Linked DNA regions of Mus musculus: region 1 is linked to region 2. A link is a contact called in public Hi-C data. All regions are on one chromosome and are shown on one strand. The core of a region is the stretch at or near the end of the contact, and the rest is flanking DNA. Distances in the headings are between cores, read along the strand shown. Region 1 overlaps Lypd6b (LY6/PLAUR domain containing 6B). Region 2 overlaps Kif5c (kinesin family member 5C).

Region 1 (5,566 bases), core at 360-2,859, 110 kb before region 2:
CTCCAGCTCAGGCAGCTGAGGAGAACACAGGCAGAGACCCACAGCCGATCCCATCTGTATGCAGAGAGTGAGAGACTTTGAACACTCATCCTAAATGGATGTCTCCATCAAATCCCTGCAGAAGAGGAGGCAGAAAGAGTGTAAGAACCAGAGGGGATGGAGCAAACAAGAAACATGGCTCTCTAAATCAACAGGGTCAGTGGACATATAAACTCTGAGAGACTGAGGCGGCATGAGCAGGGCCAGCCGGGGGCTTCACCAGATGGGGTTCAGAGCTGAACGGAGAAGTGGACACAACCTTCCGTCCCTAACCCAGAAGCTGTCTCCAATTGATAACCACTTACAAACGAAATTTCAGTTTCCTCCAATGGGAGTCTCACTGGGAAAACAACCTACTCTTAATGGTAGACCCCATGCCCAGCGGTGGATAGCCAACGGAAGACAAACTCAAGCATTATCATTGTAGGTTCTTTCTCTCCTGATGTCATGTCATGGTGGGTTTTTTTTTTTTTAATCTTACTATTATTCTTTATTTTTATTCTACTTAGATTTTTCCCACTCTTTTACTCTGCAGGTCCTCTGTGTGTATAACATGGCTCCCGTTGTTGTGAAATTCCTGACTGGGGAGTGGGCGGGTCTTTGTATCTGTTTCTTGTTCCTTCCCTTGCGTTCTTTTCCGTCTCATCATTTGTTCTGTTCTGGTATGTCAGGTTTTGTTTCGTCTGATTATATTTTATTATTATCCCTTAGAAGCTTCTTCATTTTATGATGAAAAGCAGGATGGGGGTAGATCCAGATGTGAGGGGAGGTGGGGAGGAACCGAGGGAGTAGAGGAAGAGAAAACTATACAGAGGATATACTATCTGTGGCAGGGGATGGAGGGGGGGAGCTACTTCAATAAAAGGGGTGGGAGAATTAAAGGGAGAAAAGGCATTCTCCTCTTTTGAGACAGGATCTTATCAAGTTGCCCAGGCTGGCTGACTTCAAATTTGCATTCCTTCTCCCTTGGCCAGAAGAGCAATGGAATTGTAGGTGTGAACCGCCACACCTGACTGTCCTTCCCTTTGTAGAGTAAATTATGAAAATACTGAATTGGAACTTGTATTTGCTTTCCTTCAGAACTGTCTCCCTCAACTCACTTCCTGTTCCAGGAGTTCTCTGAGGAAGCCACATGTGTAGCTTCCTCTTCTTTACTCCTTGACACATCACCTGCTTGGTTACCTCTGGCTTCTTTCAAGAATTTTCTCTTTATCATGTTGTGGAGTATGAAATGATGCAGAGGTGTAATTTTTTTGCATGTGTGTATGTTACTTAGGTCATGCATTATGGTCCTTTCTTTGTGATCTGGTGACTGACATTAATTTCAGAAATCCTCAGAAAAAGAAAAAAAAATATGTTTATACATAAAATATTTTAAAAAAATAGATAACTCTCTTTCATCTTATAGCACACATCTAGAAATCCTTCCTATAGAAACCTTTACAACTGTGCCATAGGAAGAATGTGCATGGGTTTCCATCATAGTATTTGTTGAAGTGAGAGAGGCAAATGCTCTAGTGGCTATCAGTAGGTAGAGGGTTAACTGTGGTCTTCTCCCAACTCTGCTGTTAACAGGAAGTTGGCAACTTGGTGCATTTCTCTGACAAACAGAAGCTCCAAGTTCTGCATGAGCACATTAACGTTAGTTACCGCTGCCATGCTGCCGTGTTCGTAAGGACGGGAGAGTGTGCAGAAACATTCCGAGGCTCTGCTAACATCAGTTGCTTCTGAGAAAAAAAAAAAAGCACAGAACAGGAGAGACCTACTTTCCCAAAGTATCTTTCCCCAGTACTTGCATTTTGACGCTGTTCACGTATTCCGATTCCAATAATGAATAAGCGCAAGCCTCTAGCCATTTTATTTATTCATTTAAAACACAACATCTTAGTAAGATGAATTGTCTAGTGATAAGCCTAATGAACTCACTGCAGAAAATCCAAATTCCTCTGCACATTCCCTCCCCATGCCCTCTGTTGGCTAACGTGTCTGTACAATTTAATCAGAAAACATGTTCAACAAGGTTTCTGAGAGCTTCGATATTTGACTGGCACATGCCCAGTCAGGCCCTGCAGAGCAAGGGGAGGACAAACCAAAAGAAGTTGGTTTCCTCTAGGAGCAAAGCCCCTTGCAGATGCCAGGTATCTCTCTGTACTCAAGTGGACATACTACACACATTCCAGCCTGGGAACCTCTGTACAGATGGTTTCTGTTGCCTGTGATGTCCCCGTCCTCCACAGTCATTCTGTGTACTTAGTGGATCCACATGACTGTGCTAAAATTCCACTTAATCAGAAAACCTCCATGTAACTGCACTCACTACCTTCTCGGTCTCACTAACTCTCTTTTGCGCTTTTTTTTTTGTAATTCCTTATGCAGCAAGGACGCTGCAGGAAAGCAGGGTCTGTGTTTACTAGGAGCTGCTAGTAGCTAACTGCACATAGGACACACAGCCAAACAAAATGCTCTTACATATGCAATAAAATTCACAGATAAGAAATCTCCAGTATGATTAATTTTTGACTAAGTACCTCTCCACAGTGTTTAATTGTTTTCAAACTGTGGCCCTTTTCTCATCTTTCTGGCCTAGCTGAAAAGGAAAGGCAGGGCAGATGGAGAAAGGGCCTTTGGGAAGAAAGAGCGTTCAAGGAAGGACAAGGAACTCTTTCCACGCTGTTCCATTTTCTTACAATTTACGAGACCGGTGCAATAGTAATTCAGAAACAGTGGGCTGGTTTTTGTTGTTGTTAGTTTTGTTTGTTCACTTGTTGTTGTTCATTCAATTAAATAGTAATAGAAAACCTTCTCTCAGTGGTATGGGAACAGAGCTCAATGCTTCAGACATGCCCTAAAACAAGGCTGAAGTGTAGGCAGTCATATGACCTGAAGAGCCTAGGCCAGACCTGGGCTTTCGTGACCCAGTGGGTGTGTGTCAGATCCATCCAAGCCCCAGAGAATCAGAAACTGTCCTTGTAACCCTGAATGAGCTCACCCTTACCAATTCCAAGTGTATGATGGAATTCAGTGAATCGGCTCTGGGACTCCCCCACCCCCACCCCCACCCCTCCAAGAAATGGCACTGGCCTATGTGCAAGCATCACTGGGCAAAGAGAAGTCTCGCCATCATGTCGAATCTAGACAGTCCGGCTGGAAGGGGACAGGACGCTGAATCCCAACCCAAATGGTTCTGTGAGAGACCTGTGTATCCTGTTAAGCATGAAGCCCTAAGCAGGCTTTGATCTGACAGCGAAGACAGTTTTCACTACAGGGGAGCAATGCCCTACTAAAGTGGCCTTCACTGCCGCTGGTATTCCAGTGTGAGGAAGAGGTCCCTGAACAATTCTCACCTCCACCTGGCCAAGGAGAGCTCCATGCTGTGGTGAATTAGAGCACTATCTGGGATCAACCAAAGGAACTGGCTTCTGGAGTCCATTTTGGTAAATAAAATAACAACCTACTATCAAAACAACTACAACGAGAGAGAATAAAGCTGGGTTCGTGTTCTTTACTCTGTTCCATGGGCTGCTGCAGTCCCTAGACAGGAAGAACTTCTCCAAGTGTAACCTAAGTCCTCCCTGAGCCACTATAAGCAGCATGGCTCCTCCCACTGCCATTGGAAATGCCACAGAGTTCCTAAACAGTGTCCATATCATGTGCTATGAAAGGTCTGAGGGCCCTTCTCTGCCTACGTTAGAATAAGCAAGCTTCCACCTCAACATCCAAAATGATTGTCCAGCTTATTCCACTGCCGCCCCTGATTTCTAAAAATTGATCGTCCGAATGAGATGGGGTTTTTTGTTTTTTACAGTCTTGGCTCTCTGCATGCCCTGGTCCTCAAACATTTAACTGGCCCAGCTCCACCATGCCTGTTGCACTCTACACAGAGCAGAGGGAAACAAGAATTGCTTTTTGGAGCATCTGTCGCTGCCGACCCTGGGTTACCTCTGTTGTGAATGCTTTCAGCATTTACCTAAGATTATTCTGTGCTCCAGTGACACCATTACGAGGGGGGCAGGAAGAGTGGCGGCCTAATGAGGCAGCAGATGACATCCACTGGTCTCCGTATGAAAATCGGCACAAGCCAGGCTGTGCGTTAATCAAGTCACCAAAGGCCTTTGGCCCTTGGACAAGGCAGCCTTTGTCAACACCTGAGAGGAAAATGAGCCTGCCTCCTTTCTAGTGCTAATAAGTTGAGTGGAGAAAGGGTTAGGTTCCATGGGAAAATGCATGCTCAACCTCCCCAGGCGAGCATCTTAAGCAAGGGACTCCAGAGTGCAATGAAACCGCTCCTGCCTGAAACCTGAGCCACCTTGAGAAAGAAAGGTTCGCCTGGGTTCTTGAGACAAGAATCAGTCTCCCTCGCGGTGCTTGGCATGCAGTGGTCCTCCATACTGGCTTATAGAATGAATGAATGAATGAATGAATGAATGAATGAGTTATTGGTTCTGAATTTCCTGCACACCCAAGCAAACAGAAAGGTATGCCAGTCTGTGTAATTCTCATGTGTGCAAGAGAGAAGACACCATGCTGCCAGCATTGTCTCGGAGAGTGTTGTGCACATGTTCCCATATATTCCTAAAATCCACAGAGGAAGGCCATGCAGATGGCCAGCACTTCTGGCTTTTCTTGTGGAAAGATCTGCTAGTCACATGTGAATATTCCTACCTGAAACTTTTCTATTGCTATGAATAAAATATACAAAAGCAACTTGGGGAAGAGAGAGTTTATTGCAACTTATAACCCTCTGTTCACAATCCACCACTAAGGGGAGTCAGGGGAGGAAGTCAAAGTAGAGGCAGGAACTGCAACAATAGTAGCCACAGAAGAGAGCTGCTTACTAGCTTGCTCCTCGTGACTTACTTAGCCGGCTTTCTTATATAACTCAGGACCAACCAGCCAATGGGTGGCATTGCTCACATCAGGCTAAGCCCTTCCAAATCTCCCATTAATCAAGACTAGAATGCCTAATGAAATTGCTTATAGGCCAAGCTTGATGGAGGCATTGCCTCAGTTAGGATTCCCTCGTTTTAGATATGTCTAGGTACCTGTCGAGTTGACAAAAACAACCAGGACAATCGGCCCTTTGCCGTCTTGACACACAAATACATTACTATTTAACTATAACCGTCCCTTTCTTGTTTATCTCCAAGGTCCCATATTAGTAACATAACTTAAAACATTTTAACTTTTCAGTCTTTAAAAATTCAAACTCTTTTAAATTTCAGTCTCCTTAAAATATCCAGTCTTTTCTGAAGTTCAAAGCCTCTTCAAAATACCCCAACTCCCTCTAAAATTACAAAGCCTCTCAGTGGTGGTGCATAGAAGACAGGAAAGGAGTTACATGTTTCCTCCTTTTTCAAAAAGGAAGTACCAGGACAGAGCTACAGTCAGATAAAAACAACACCAAAGTCCAGCAGTGCAAATGGTTCACTCATGGTCTTCTGAGCTCCAAAAGGCCTAGCCAGCTCACCTTCTCTGGCTCAACCATCCACACGACAGTTTGCATCATTGGCTCAAGCCAGTTACCACT
Region 2 (5,751 bases), core at 203-2,702:
GAACACAGGTAAACACAAAATCATCTTTGTAAAATAAATACTTCAATAGAAGTTGTCTTCTTTTCACACCTAATTAAAAACAAAACACTGTTATAAAGGGCAACATCTAACAAATAAATTAAGTCAAATCAGTGTTAGGAAAGGACTATACAACAGAATCCTGGAGGTAATATACACAGCCATCAACATTTCACACACGCATGTGCATAAGCACACACATTAACTTTTTCTACCCCACCCTCACAGCCTTGAGAAAGCCTAGAGTCTCCCCTTACTCCAGGGGTACCAGCTTCAGAAGAAGGTGTGAGCTCACACTTCTTGGGCACATAAGATGACAGGATGGGTCATTTCTCTGAGATGAATGGGGATGTTACTATCTAAACCACAAATTCATGAAAACAAATAGCAGCACATAGTAGCGACTCACTGAAGCCTGCCAGTTTCTCTTGAAACGCTTGACTACTTGGCAACTGATCCTTTTAGTATGCCCAACTGAACGTAGTCACCTTTCGATTCATGGATCTGAATAAAGTAATAATTAAATATACAAAAAACAAATAAAAAACCCCAAAACAAACAAACAAACAAACAAACCCCAATCCAGTTATACTGATTTTTCCCCCCTAACTGTGCCTCAAAGAAGAAAAAGCCTATCTGGTGCCAAAGAAAGAATTCAAATCAGCAGTTTGCAATGATAGGTTACAATAAAAACAGACAAGGCATAAATCTCACCAATGACTTTCCCCTGAGGGAATTCTTTTCCAACTACTGTACTGACGCTGGATCTCTTTAGGAATATCTCCTCCAGCACGCGATGGTTTGCTAGAAAAAGAGGCGAGCCCAAGGCAGCTTCCAGGGCATCCGGAGGAAGCTGTGAGGAGGGGAGGCAGCCCCATCTCCACTCACCCAATTCTGCAGCATTTTCAACTCTTGTATAGGAATGATGTTCAAACAACTGGGCTGGCCAGGACTAGTCACTGCAGGTTCACCAGCGAGCAGCTTGGAGGTGAATTCTGTGACTCTTCGCATTTTCATAGATGTGTCTGAATGAGCAAATTCTACACTGCTATTGTCAAACTGTTTTTCTGCCTTGAAGGAATCTGCTTTGCATTTTAACAGGTGCCATACTAAAAGGTCTATTTTACAGATCCAAAGATATGACCAGGATATTTAAAATGCTCTCTGGGGTTGGTTTTGGAAAAGTGTTCAGAATGAAAATTTTGAACCCTATAGCAGCACTTTTTTTTTGTTCCCTAAAAATATAAAGTAATGTGTTTATTTTACAGGAAACCAGAAGTCGAGGCAGAGCGTGGTCACTGGTTCCACTGCACTTGATTGTCCCTCTAGGATGGCACAGCAGGGCGTTCCATTCCAAGGGGCCAGTGCACTGCAGGGGCCTCCAGAGACCACACAACCCCGGAGGCTGAGAAGTGGCGAGGTCTGAGCAGGAAGTGGGTATTGCGTAACCCCCTCCTTCCAACTTCTTAGGAGAAGGATCCAAGCACGTATCTGTGCACACAAATTCTACACAGCGCAAACACCTGAATCTGGTGTACTACAGACGGCTGGGCAAGCAAGTGTAAAAAGAAACGGAAACTGTATAGGAGGGGACAGAAAGGAACTGGTGACTACTACAGTCCTTTTCATGCTACGTGGAGTCATATCTGTTGAGAAATGAAAGAGAGAACACAGGCATTAGTGGTCAGCAGATTCACTCCTCAGACGTCTGTTTCAGTCTAGACATTTTGAGTAGAGCTGTCCAATACAAGTACAACTCGAGCCTCTTATTTTATTTCTTTCAGAATCTGCATTAAAAGGTAAAACTGAAGGGAAAACCTAATCTCAAGGATACGTTTTTGTAGTTCAGTATTAAAATACGACTTCAATATGTACGAATGCTGCTATTCTTCACAACAGTGTTGCCACTGCGGGACTGGCACATACTCCACCGTGCGTGTGCTCAGCCTGATGTCTCCTGCTCGCCCTCACTGCTTCTCAGTTGAGACTCGGCTAACATGATGGATAACAGAGCTTCCTCCATCCTGCATCTAAGTATTTTGTCCTGACCCAGTCACGGTAGTCTCTTCCAAAAGTCAGTACATTCTGCATCTGTGTGCCATCGGAATAGCACAAAGCACTTCCTGTCCCAGGGGACAATCAGACATCACTCATTAACCAGGACACACATCACCAGGCAGGTCAGGCATGGTCCTGACCCAGGCATTCTACAAAGAGAGAACTGATTTGAAAGTGTGTTCCACACCAATGGTGTCATGAAGATTTCAGTACAGCACCCGCTTCCAGTTTACTCTCAGTAGAGGTCTGTCCATCTGACCTTGGGCAGGTCCCCAGGGTGGGAGTCTTCGACCTCTCCTGACTAGAAACCAGCCCTGAGTCATCTTCCACTAACTCTTGTAAGCTTGACACTCAACATAGCAAAAGAGTCAACCCCTGGCAGCATCATGGGGCCCTGACCCATCTGTAATCTGCCCTGTGGGTTTCTGGCAGAGGTCCTGGAACCCTCGGGCTGAAGGAAGGAACCCAATGGGCAGGCACAGCCTTGTCCTAGGAAGCTAAAGGAAGTGGCACAACAGGAAATATGATGGAGCCAAAGTAAAACTCATCTGCTCCCGAGTTTGAACAAGACTCCATAACCTGACACACTGTACTTCCTGTTTGCCTCCAGCCTCTGTCCACCTGTGAGGCCTCACAGCCCTGCCACAGTACTGTCTCCAAGTTGTTTCTCTACAGCCTCCTCATTCAGAATAGTGGAAGCAGCACTACATATTTTGTGTAAATAAACACAACATAAATTATGCATGAATACAGAAAAAGGAAAGAGGAGCATGGAACAGAAGAGAAACCTGGCAGGTGAGGGGACAGTTCGTGCTTTCTAAGAACAGCCATTTCTCCTGGACCCACAGAGTAAATATGCAGGAATCTCAGTCTGTCATTTCCCATGCTTACAACCATCCTGATTAAAGGGAGTAGAAACAACCTTTGATGATAATCTTGTATTTTTAGAAGTTACAGAGAGATAAAGCAGTTTATAGGAAGGATGAGTCTCACATTTGACCTTTCTTGAGAGTTTGTCCTTCCTGCTGAGTGCAGAATGATGCAGTCATTTACAATCTACTGTGAGCTGAAAACCAAAGGAAGGCTTTTGGAGAGCAGCACCGAGATCCTACTTCACCTGAGGGTTTGTTCCTTCAAACGCACCATCCCACTGGGCAGAAGGGATTGGTCTTCCTGTGTACCTGCAGGCAGGGAGGTGCTGGCTGCAGACCTTACCTGGAGACTATGGCCTACAGCAATGACAGCAGCCAACCCATGTTGACACAGGAAGCATTCAGCACACAAATGCTGTGGCCCAGCCTCAAGAACTCCAGCAGACCATGAAGGGAGGAGATTTCCACTAGAAAGATGGTATTCAAGTCCCACACTGCACCCCCGCCCCCCAGTACAAGTTCCAGCACGTTTGGGCTGACAGCTTGAAAGAAACGGGGGCCACAATGGAAGCTTACTTTATTCACTTCAGGGGCAGTGAGAAAGGTGGACTGTGACAGGCTGCTGAATGGAAAAGCAGATCTGCTTCTGTTATGCTCCTTGCCCAGGCCTGTAGAAGAGACGCTCTCTCACCCAGCAGTAGCAAGGGACCAGGTCAAGAGACCAGGCAGTGCACTGACCCGAGGCTCAGCCAACCTGAGGCCAGCAATTCAGAGTGGGGACCTGTGGCCAGATTTAGAAGGAAATAAAATCACCTTGCTCTAGAAGGGGTGGAGAAGGCTGAAGAAAGAAGCTAATTATACACAGAAGGGTTTTGCAAGACATATTTGGACTCCAACCCTCAACTTTGGCTTTTGAAACTGCTTGCAGTAGATTTAAGCTTAATCCAAACAGTACATAGTTTTATCTTTCCCTGCGCCTTTCTACAGTTCAATCCCCATTTATAAGAATTACCAGTTGCCTTTGCTTATCGTGGCGATACAATCTGCCACGGAGGAACCGTTCCGCATTTTTGACCAGGAGAAGTGCATAACCCAGACTACTGAAGCAAGGTCTTCCTGGTGCCACCGCGTCGCCTTCTGAGTTCTGGGTGGTAGTCTCCAGGCCACCAGCAGTGCCCACCTCAGGTCCCTCTGTCCTGGTCCCTACAGACACACTACTTTCCTTTTGACCTCACAACAGCTATAAGATTAGTACTCTAAAGGTCAAGTTTGGCTAAGTTCTTGTCTGGGTTTCCTTTAATGCCTTCCATATTGTCCTGTCAGACTCCTACATAAGGACCCTTGTATCCCTTGAATCCTTTCTCGAAACAGCCAAGAATCTTCTCTGAAGTGATAAGGGTAGCTGTTGTCTTCATATACTCCAGGCAAGGCCATGCAGAGAAACAGATGCACAAGCAGACCCGAGAAGTAGCTGCTATCCATTAAAGGAGACAAAGAGGTCTACGAAAATGTAAAATAATGCCAATTAGCTGAGGGTTTTTTTTTAAAAAAACGAATCTTTCCTTAAAAATGCTAGTTATGCCTGCACTCATATGCACATACCAACATAAAGACATGCAGACACATAACTAAATAAAAATCAATTGCTTATAAAGTAAAGGGGCTAGAGAGATGGTTCAGTGGTTAACCATTGTTAACCACTATTGTTCTTGCAGAAGACCAGAGTTCAGTTCCCAGCACCCTCCTCAGCCAGTTCACTCACCCATCACTCACCCGTCACTCACCCGTCACTCACTAGTCACTCACCCATCACTCACTAGTCACTCACCCATCACTCACACATCTGTTATTCCAGATCCAAGAGATTTAAATCCTCTTCTGGCCTCTGTACTCATGTGTACATTCCCACACACAGATACACACAAAATTAAAAATTTAACTTTTTATTAAAAAAAATGTTCACTTCTGGTAACTTACGTAAGTGAATCATTCATTTAATGCTTTAGTTTTTAAATTGTATGATACATGTGACAAATAGACACTAAAGCCTCTGATACCACTGATCCTCTCGAAGGATACACAAGGTATCCAAAGTCAAAACTTCAAGAACGGGCACACAGAAGCTCCAAGTTCCTGGTCTCAGGCCCACCTTGGTTTGGCCCTTCTGTTTGGAACACAGAATAAGAAGCCTGGTTAGGTGGTGTGAGCATGTGCAGAAACAGCAGAGAAACAGGAACAGAGGCTGCTTCGTCCACTAACCACTGACTCCTGTGGACCCACGAGGTAACTGGAAAGTCGGACGAAAACATGGTGTCTGGGTCTTTTGTGCCTTCCTGCTTTCTTTTGCATCCTCCACATACCTCTTCAGTTTGGCACGTTAGCTGCTCACAGAGCTCGGTCTAACCTAGCTCATCCCCTTTCAAGACTAAAGGCACAGCGATGCCATTGTCCAAATGGAGTTTCAGGAAGAGGAAAACCCTCATGATAACTCTCTTACCCCCTAACTTGCTACCCTGAAGCACTGCATCCGTGGACCCCCTTTTGCTACCTGAAGGCAATTATCCATGAGGGTCTTGATGGCTATACTCTGAAATAGAAGTGACCATCTCCTGGGAAACACTGGCCCCGCCAGCAATAAGGGCCTCTGTGGATCTCCCTCCAGAACCAGAACTGACACAAACCAGACCACATCTTGCCCAGGACCTGCTCATCTCTGCATACACCTCTTTCCTCCAGACCCAGTTCTCCCTGTGTGTAAATGTACAACTTATGCCAAGCACCCTGAGACAGACTTGGAGTCAGT

What was found. A called contact is a pair of places that touch in the nucleus more often than the background predicts.
Region 1: a contact with region 2 is called in a Hi-C map of granulocyte-monocyte progenitors, with 1.6 times the contacts expected there. The contact joins two enhancer-like sites. A contact is called at or near these places in 2 of 39 promoter capture datasets (embryonic stem cells and neutrophils), 22 of 484 Hi-C or Micro-C datasets (the Ba/F3 cell line, CD4 T cells, CD4 single positive thymocytes and 13 more) and 3 of 115 datasets of contacts at active chromatin or transcription factors (CD8 T cells, embryonic forebrain and embryonic stem cells).

The regions. Positions count from the first base shown.
Region 1 is chr2:49,876,809-49,882,374 of GRCm38.p6, reverse strand. The region is part of intron 2 of Lypd6b (LY6/PLAUR domain containing 6B); the gene reads right to left. Among named protein-coding and RNA genes, the nearest start is that of Lypd6b, 92 kb to the right of the region's middle. Within about 2 kb of position 1,609, at least 1 of the 459 cell types and tissues checked has an H3K27ac peak or open chromatin away from gene starts, as enhancers often do. A contact at or near this core is called in granulocyte-monocyte progenitors, where this site is marked.
Region 2 is chr2:49,767,077-49,772,827 of GRCm38.p6, reverse strand. It overlaps Kif5c (kinesin family member 5C), which reads right to left. Exons shown (of 26, transcript NM_008449.3): 26 at 1-1,664. Among named protein-coding and RNA genes, the nearest start is that of Lypd6b, 18 kb to the left of the region's middle. Within about 2 kb of position 1,452, at least 51 of the 459 cell types and tissues checked have an H3K27ac peak or open chromatin away from gene starts, as enhancers often do. A contact at or near this core is called in granulocyte-monocyte progenitors, where this site is marked.